2 separate regions of the Capsicum annuum genome follow, and region 1 is linked to region 2. Evidence: chromatin contacts called from public Hi-C data. All regions are on one chromosome and are shown on one strand. The core of a region is the stretch at or near the end of the contact, and the rest is flanking DNA. Distances in the headings are between cores, read along the strand shown. Region 1 has its middle 79 kb from the start of LOC107842778. Region 2 holds the start of LOC107842778 (protein OCTOPUS).

The links. A called contact is a pair of places that touch in the nucleus more often than the background predicts.
Region 1: a contact with region 2 is called in a Hi-C map of leaf, with 2.5 times the contacts expected there. The contact joins the enhancer-like site here to the promoter of LOC107842778 in region 2. A contact is called at or near these places in 3 of 5 Hi-C or Micro-C datasets (bud, leaf and placenta).

The regions. Positions count from the first base shown.
Region 1 is chr9:53,694,471-53,698,371 of UCD10Xv1.1, reverse strand. No RefSeq gene overlaps it. Among protein-coding and RNA genes, the nearest start is that of LOC107842778, 79 kb to the right of the region's middle. Within about 2 kb of position 1,906, at least 4 of the 5 cell types and tissues checked have an H3K27ac peak or open chromatin away from gene starts, as enhancers often do. A contact at or near this core is called in bud and leaf, where this site is marked.
Region 2 is chr9:53,615,119-53,618,696 of UCD10Xv1.1, reverse strand. It overlaps LOC107842778 (protein OCTOPUS), which reads left to right and starts at 1,457. Exons shown (of 2, transcript XM_016686802.2): 1 at 1,457-3,578. The coding sequence starts at 1,666.

The sequences.
Region 1 (3,901 bases), core at 657-3,156, 79 kb before region 2:
TATGCTATGTATATTTTATTTCAATATAGATTCGCAATTGCTTATGTATTCCCATAGTTATGTATATGGGTTAAAATAAAATAACTCGGCAATTTGTATGGCATACAAATAGTGTTATGCATATGGGTTTAGAATAGAACAACCCAACAGTGTCTGGGTCAAACATATACATAACAAAGCTATGTATATGATTTTGAAATAAAACAAACCGATAGTGCCCATGTCAAACATATATATGGCGTGACGTAATAACTCTCAGCAATGTCAAATGACATATATACACATACATGTGTTATGTATCAGATTATAAATAACATAATGTCTTCATTGCTCAAACCAACCAACACAACGACGAGATCGTCTACGATGAAATGAGCTCACAGATCCAACAATCACGAGCTTCGACCAACCACGTCGTTGCCAAAACGTCATCTCCGATGAAAAAGCAACCAACAACAAATACAAGTATGACATCGTCTTATCCCACAATCTCCATTGAAAAGGAACTAAAGAAACACCACCGATAAAGAAAACTACAAGTATGATGTCGTCTTCTCCCACAAACGTCACCCCCAACCACCATTGAAAAAGAAGGAAAGAAAAATAAGAAAAAAGATGGCTCGCCGTCGATGATAATTATTGCGAGCATGGTAGTGTCGACTTTAGGGGCTGAATTTAAAAGGAAGAATGTTGATTGGGAAAGAAGCGGGCGAAGTGTTTTGGTTGAAAGTTTGGAATTAGGATTTTGTGGCGGAGAGGTTGACGTTCTTTGCAGCCTCTTTTAATTCAAAATTTGAAAACCGTTTGATTGAGGTTCCTTGATTTTAGACACTCTTTGAGGAGCATTTAAACGTACGAAAAGAATATGTGAGATACGTATATGAAATTCGGAGAGAGAAAATGTCAAAAAGGGTTTTTTGTACTTACATTTGGTAGTTGAAATTTTATGTAATAATAGAAATTTAGATTGTAGTTTTAGGTAATTCTTCCTAAAATACTACCAAGCATTTACCCCTTTATTTTCATACTCCGTACTATTTATACAAAATAGAATCTCGCTACTGATCTGCTAGTCACGCGAATAAAATCTTGGATCAAAATATTAGCCTAGACATAATCTTGCGAGACACACCAACAGAAAATATATCTTCTTCTTCTCCAATTCAAAGCCATCCTAGCTGCAATTGAGTTTTGTTTCTGCTCTCAGGATCTCACTAATGTATCATGTCACAATTTTAGTATAACACAATGAAAGTTGGAATTCAAATCGATATAGGCTGAATACATATACAGGCTCCTCAACTATTTGACTTTTTCTGTATAGGCACCTTAATTAAGTCATGTACCTATTGAACCATTTACTCCTTCACAAAATATGTCAATTGAGTCCAGTCACTGACGTAGCACTGACATGGTGTGGCAGGTGCAATACACTCTCCTTAGAAATCATAATTAATAAAAAAAATTAAACATAAAAAAAACAACCAATAAAAAAAATACATTAAAGAAATTATAAAAAAAAAAAAAAAAAGTAGCATTCATCTTCTTCTCCATTCAAAGAACCCACAATAATGGAGAATTTCATTCATACACACACAATACAGAGAAGCAAAAGGAAGACTCCATTTTTCTTCTTCCTAAATATATACACACAGTTACAATAAATACACGGACTCACAAAATTCCACACACACCAATCCTCCAACCAATTAAAAAACCACATTAAAGAAATTAAAAAAGAAAAAAATACTCATCGTCTTCTTCTCCATATCTTCTTCTCCATTAATGGTTTCTTTAAAAATCATTCATATATAAAAAACCTCAACCAATAAAAAACAAAAGCACATTAAAGAAATTAAAAAAAAAAATAGTCATCATCTTCTCCATATCTTCTTCTCCATTAATGGCTTCTCCACGGGGAGGGGGAGTTTCCTTCTAGCAGTAGTAGTATATGTAATGAAGAAGAATAATAAGATACAATTCTTTTTTCTTTCTTTTTGCGCTGAATCGACTAGGAAGAGGGGGGCGGGGTTGGGGTTGGAAGAGAAGGGCTGCTAGGGGTGGGGTGCTGCTAGGGGTGGGGTGTATTAATTTATTTATTTTTAATTTAGATTTAATTATATTAAAAAATTATTTTTATAATTATTTTAAATTAAAATGTCACGTGTCATTGTTTGATTTGTCACTTTGCCACATCATTGGCATGTGTATTACACACAGTTTATATTTTTTGCCACGTCAGCAGATTGGACTCAATTAACACGCTTTGTGAAAAAGTAAAGGATTTAATAGGTACATAGCTTAATTGAGGTGCCTATACGGAAAAAGTGATATAGTTGAAGGGCCTGTGTATGTATTCCGTCAATCGATATATGTCAATCCGATATTCCTACAAATCCTAGTTGATGCTAATTGCACTTTGACAAATTTAATCTAATAAATATCAACACAACTGCAAAAGGATGTTCATTCGAGCAACATTGAAATTAAATATGCACTTTTCCGTCAACTTTCACTGAAAAAAAATATTCAACGATATGAGAGTCAAGCGTATATTGAATTGAAGAAAAACAATCTTGTATTCACTGCATATCAATTGGCTATATTATTTACTCGCGCATCTATCTCCATAAGTAGTCGATCAATAAATCAAACCAACAAAAATATTATTGGTTTATTGTTATTGGGTTAATAGTTTTTTAATGTTCTTATAAATATTTTTATTGGGTTATTGGTTCTATTTCGATTTTTTTTTATTAGGTTATTGGGTAAACACATCATGTAGGATTTTGGCTGCAACTAAGATTTGATTTTTTTTATGTAGTTGCTATTATTTTTATTTTATGAGTATTTCTTATTGGTTAAATCGAAAATCAAACCGTTAAGGACTAAATATCGATAAATCAAAAATCGATAATAAATATCTTATTGATTTAGCATATTTAAAAATTGAATATCGATAATACATAAAATAAACCAAATTGATTGATCCATATCTCTATCCACAAGCATGTCAACCCTTGGTTATTCGAAAATTCATTAAATATATATACATATAAATATATGTGTGTGTACACAGAGGGTTATTTGAAAATTCATTAAACATATATACATATATATGTGTATAACTCTATAATAGAAGAGTGAATGGAGGAGCTTAGGGTCATGCTGCCTGCTTCAGCTGTTTTAATCGTAATTTTACTATATTTTTCCTAATTAATTATTATAAGTCATTTAAGTATTAAAAAAATATTTAATATAAAAAAGTAAAATAGACATTTCTGACATGTCAGCTTCAGTTTCTTTACCCCGTAATTTTACTATATCAACCCTAATTAATTATTATAAGTTATTTATGTAGTAAAAAATTAATAATATTTAATGAAAAAAGGTAAAATAGACATAAAATGATAAATTGACTCTTGATATTTTAAATTAACTTGACGTCTTATGTGAGGTTCAATTAATTTTTTTTCATAAGTATTTTTTATAATAATTTTGTTATATCACTTCTAATTAGTTATTATAAGTCATTTAAAATATGTTTGCTTCGTTGTTTCAATCGTGATTTTACTATATCACCTTAATTACTTATTATAAGTCATTTACGTATTAAAAAATTAAAAATATTTAATAAAAAAAGTAAAATAGACATTTATACAGGTCTACTTCAGTTGCATCAATCGTAATTTTACTGTATCACCCCTAATTAATTATTACAAGTTATATAAGTATTAGAAAATAATAATATTATAAAATAGATAAAAAAATAATAAATTAACTTTTGATGTTTTAAATTAGTTTGACGTCTTATATGAAGCTCGCTTAAATTTTTTCACAAGTATTTTCTTTTTTAGTAATTTTGTTATATCACTTCTAACTAGTTATTATAAGTTATTCA
Region 2 (3,578 bases), core at 208-2,707:
TTCTTAATTATTGTGTAAAATAAAATGTAGACAACTAAAATAAAATGAAAGTAGCACTCCTTCCGTTTCGTATTAATTAGACCCTATGGACTTAACACTCCCCTTAAAAAAATATTTATTAAAAATTTATTTAATCAAATTAGACTTATTAATTATGCTTTGAAAATATAAATTTGAATATATATACACTTTGTTTAGTCATTTAATGCTAAGGTAGTATTAAAAGAATATAATAAAATTCTCTTGATTTCATCAAAGAGATAATTAAATTGAAACAAATATTTTTAGAAAGAGGATCAATTAAAACGAGACGAAAGAGGTATATTTTACTAGTAAATATGAACAAAGCTAGGGAGGAATATGTACAAAATCTGATTACACATAAGTTTACAGTGAAGTTAAGTGCTGCAATATTAATAGACTTGTTTTGGCGATGAAGTGGTTTCAAGTGTGAAATCAAACAATACATTAATATTGCGGGTTTTTTAAGTCAAAATTATTTAATTTTCTCATACAACAAAACAAACAAGACATAACAGCATAATAAATGTCGTTTAATAGGTTATACTTATACCTATGGTATTTAAAGTCATTGACCCCCATTAACTATCGGCATTTAACTATATTAATCTGTTAGTGTATAAAGAGTAAATGTTATGTTTCCTCCAATTTATTTTACTTAATTAAAAGGATAATTTAATTAATTTATTTTTATCTATTCTCTAATTTTAATTTAATATTGTTTTCCTTTGATCACATTAGTCCCTCCACATTTATTAAGTAAACTTAAAGATGATTAATAATTAATATATCTTAATTTTTAAAATAATAATTAGTTTAATCAGTTAGCTTTTATAAATGAAATAATCAAAATGGAGTGGTGGGAGTATATGACATTAGTCATTTCTTTATCTAAATTTATGTGATATTTTCGCTTAAAAGAATTACTTTAATTTATTTTAAATAATATATTATTCTAAATTTAAGACTTAAACATTTAAAAGTTATATGAAAATTCAAGATGCAATTCTTCTTATTAACAGGATAAAAGAATATACATTTAAAATATTGAGTAAAATTAGCATAATTTGAATGTCCATAAACAAAAATCGTTACGAAAGTATTAATAGCTTCGTTCCTGAATTAGTGATATTTTAATTCTTTTATTTTGTTCTTAAATAACAATGTTTTAATTAATCAAAAGACATAATAATATTCTTTTAGTTTTATATTTTTTAAGTAAATAAAATTTTACATAACCAAAATAAGAAACTACTAAAAATTTATTTTAGAAAATATCCATTAAAAGTAAATTAGAAAATATCTCCGTATTTTATAGCAGTATTTGGAGAAAATATATACATATCCGTAGAAAAGAAAAAAGCATCGTAAAGAGAATTCTAGAGAGAGAGAGGAAAAAAAAAGTTGAGAGAGAAAATAGAGTATTTTTTTTGGTTCTTTTAATTTGTCTCTCCTTCCAACACGTTCTACTCTTCTTCTTCTTCTTCTTCACTCTGAACTTCTCTCTCTTTTCTCTCTCACTTGTTGCCCGTTGTGAACACAAAATTCTCCATTTTTTGTTCTTCATAACTCCAAAAGTCTCTACAATTTCTTACTATGCAATGTTATAATTAACATGAACAAAGTGCACATTGCTGCACACAAATGAATCCCACCACTATAGACCCAACTCAACCACCACCACAACCACAACTTACTCAACCACCACGCTCTTCTTTCAGTTGTGACCGTCACCCAGATGAACAATTCACGGGCTTTTGCCCTGAATGTCTGTGTGAACGACTCACCACCTTAGATAACAATGCCAACAATGATAATCCTTCTTCTTCTTCTCGTCGTCCTTCTACTTCTTCTGCTACTGCTGCCATTAAATCCCTTTTTTCCAAACCTTCTGCTAGTAATCTTCCTCCTAAACCCGCTAAGTCCACCTCGTTTTTTCCTGAACTTCGGAGGACTAAGTCCTTCTCCGCTTCAAAAAACGAGGCGTTGGGGTTTAATGCTGCTGCTTTTGAACCCCAAAGAAAGTCCTGTGATGTGCGAGGACGTAATACTCTTTGGTCTTTGTTTTCAATAGACGACGAGACGAAAACTTGTAAGCCCACTTGTTCACAAAATCGGAATGACATTGGTGGTAGACCAGTTAAGGAGGAGGAGGAGGAGGAAGAGGAAGAGGAGCCCGAAAAAGATGAAGATTCTGGAAATGTGGTTGATGAGATAGTTGAAGAGGAGTTACCGGTGGAGCCAGAGATTGTGGTTGAAGAAGAGGTGAATGTGGATGTATTGAAGCCGATAAAAGATTATATCGATCTCGATTCACAGGCGAAAAAGGCGAAAAAGGAAATTGGAGGGAGTTTTTGGTCAGCTGCATCGGTATTTAGCAAGAAATGGCACAACTGGAGGAAAAAACAGAAGCTGAAGAAGCGAAACAATAGCGAAAATGGCGAAAATTCAGGTACATTGCATATAGAAAAGCCAATTTCAAGGCGCTATAATAATAATAGGGATACACAATCTGAGATAGCAGACTATGGTTTTGGGAGAAGGTCATGTGATACTGATCCTCGATTTTCACTTGATGCTGGGAGGATGAGTTTTGATGATCCTCGGTATTCTTTTGACGAGCCTCGTGCGTCTTGGGATGGTTATTTGATTGGTAGGAGTTTCCCTAGAATGCCACCAATGGTTTCGGTTATAGAAGATGCCCCGGTTGTGCATATTCCGCGGTTTGATCATCAAATACCTGTTGAGGAACCGCGTCTTTCAATGACTTCTATCAATGAGGATGAAGGGGTACCTGGAGGGTCTATTCAGACTAAGGAGTATTATTCGGATTCGTCTTCGAGGCGAAGGAAGAGTCTTGATAGGTCTAATTCAATTAGGAAGACTGCAGCTGCTGTTGTAGCAGAAATGGATCAGATGAAGGCGGCAGCAGTATTGCCTGCTACGGGTGATCAATATCTTGGAGCCAAAGTGTTGGTTGGTGAAAGGGATTCAAATTCGAATTCCAATTCCTTAAGAGGAGATGACTGTTCTGAGACTTTTGAATTGACAGGTTTTAGAGATAATGGTAACGAGGAGCAGCGAAAGGAGTCGAAAAAATCGAGGAGGTGGGCTTGGAATTTATGGGGTTTTATACATAGGAGAGTTAGTGGGAACAAAGATGAAGAAGATGATAGGTATAGTAGATCAAATGGAGTAGAGAGGTCGTTTTCGGAATCTTGGCAAGATTTGAGGACAAATGGTGATGTTAGAGGTGGTATTAATAGGAAGGTCTTAAGGAGTAATAGCAGTGTGAGCTGGAGAAACTCGAACGGTATAGGTGGTGGGTCATTTGGGAGTGTGAGGAAATCTGGTGTTGAAATGAATGGACATGTAAAGAAGAAAAGAGATGATATTGTGTTGGAGAGAAATCGGAGCGCAAGGTATTCACCTAATCATCTTGATAATGGACTCTTGCGGTTCTACTTGGCACCCATGAGAGGCAGCCGGAGAGGTTTATCAGGAAAAAGTAGGCCAAATGGCTCACACTCCATTGCGAGGAGCTTACTTCGACTTTA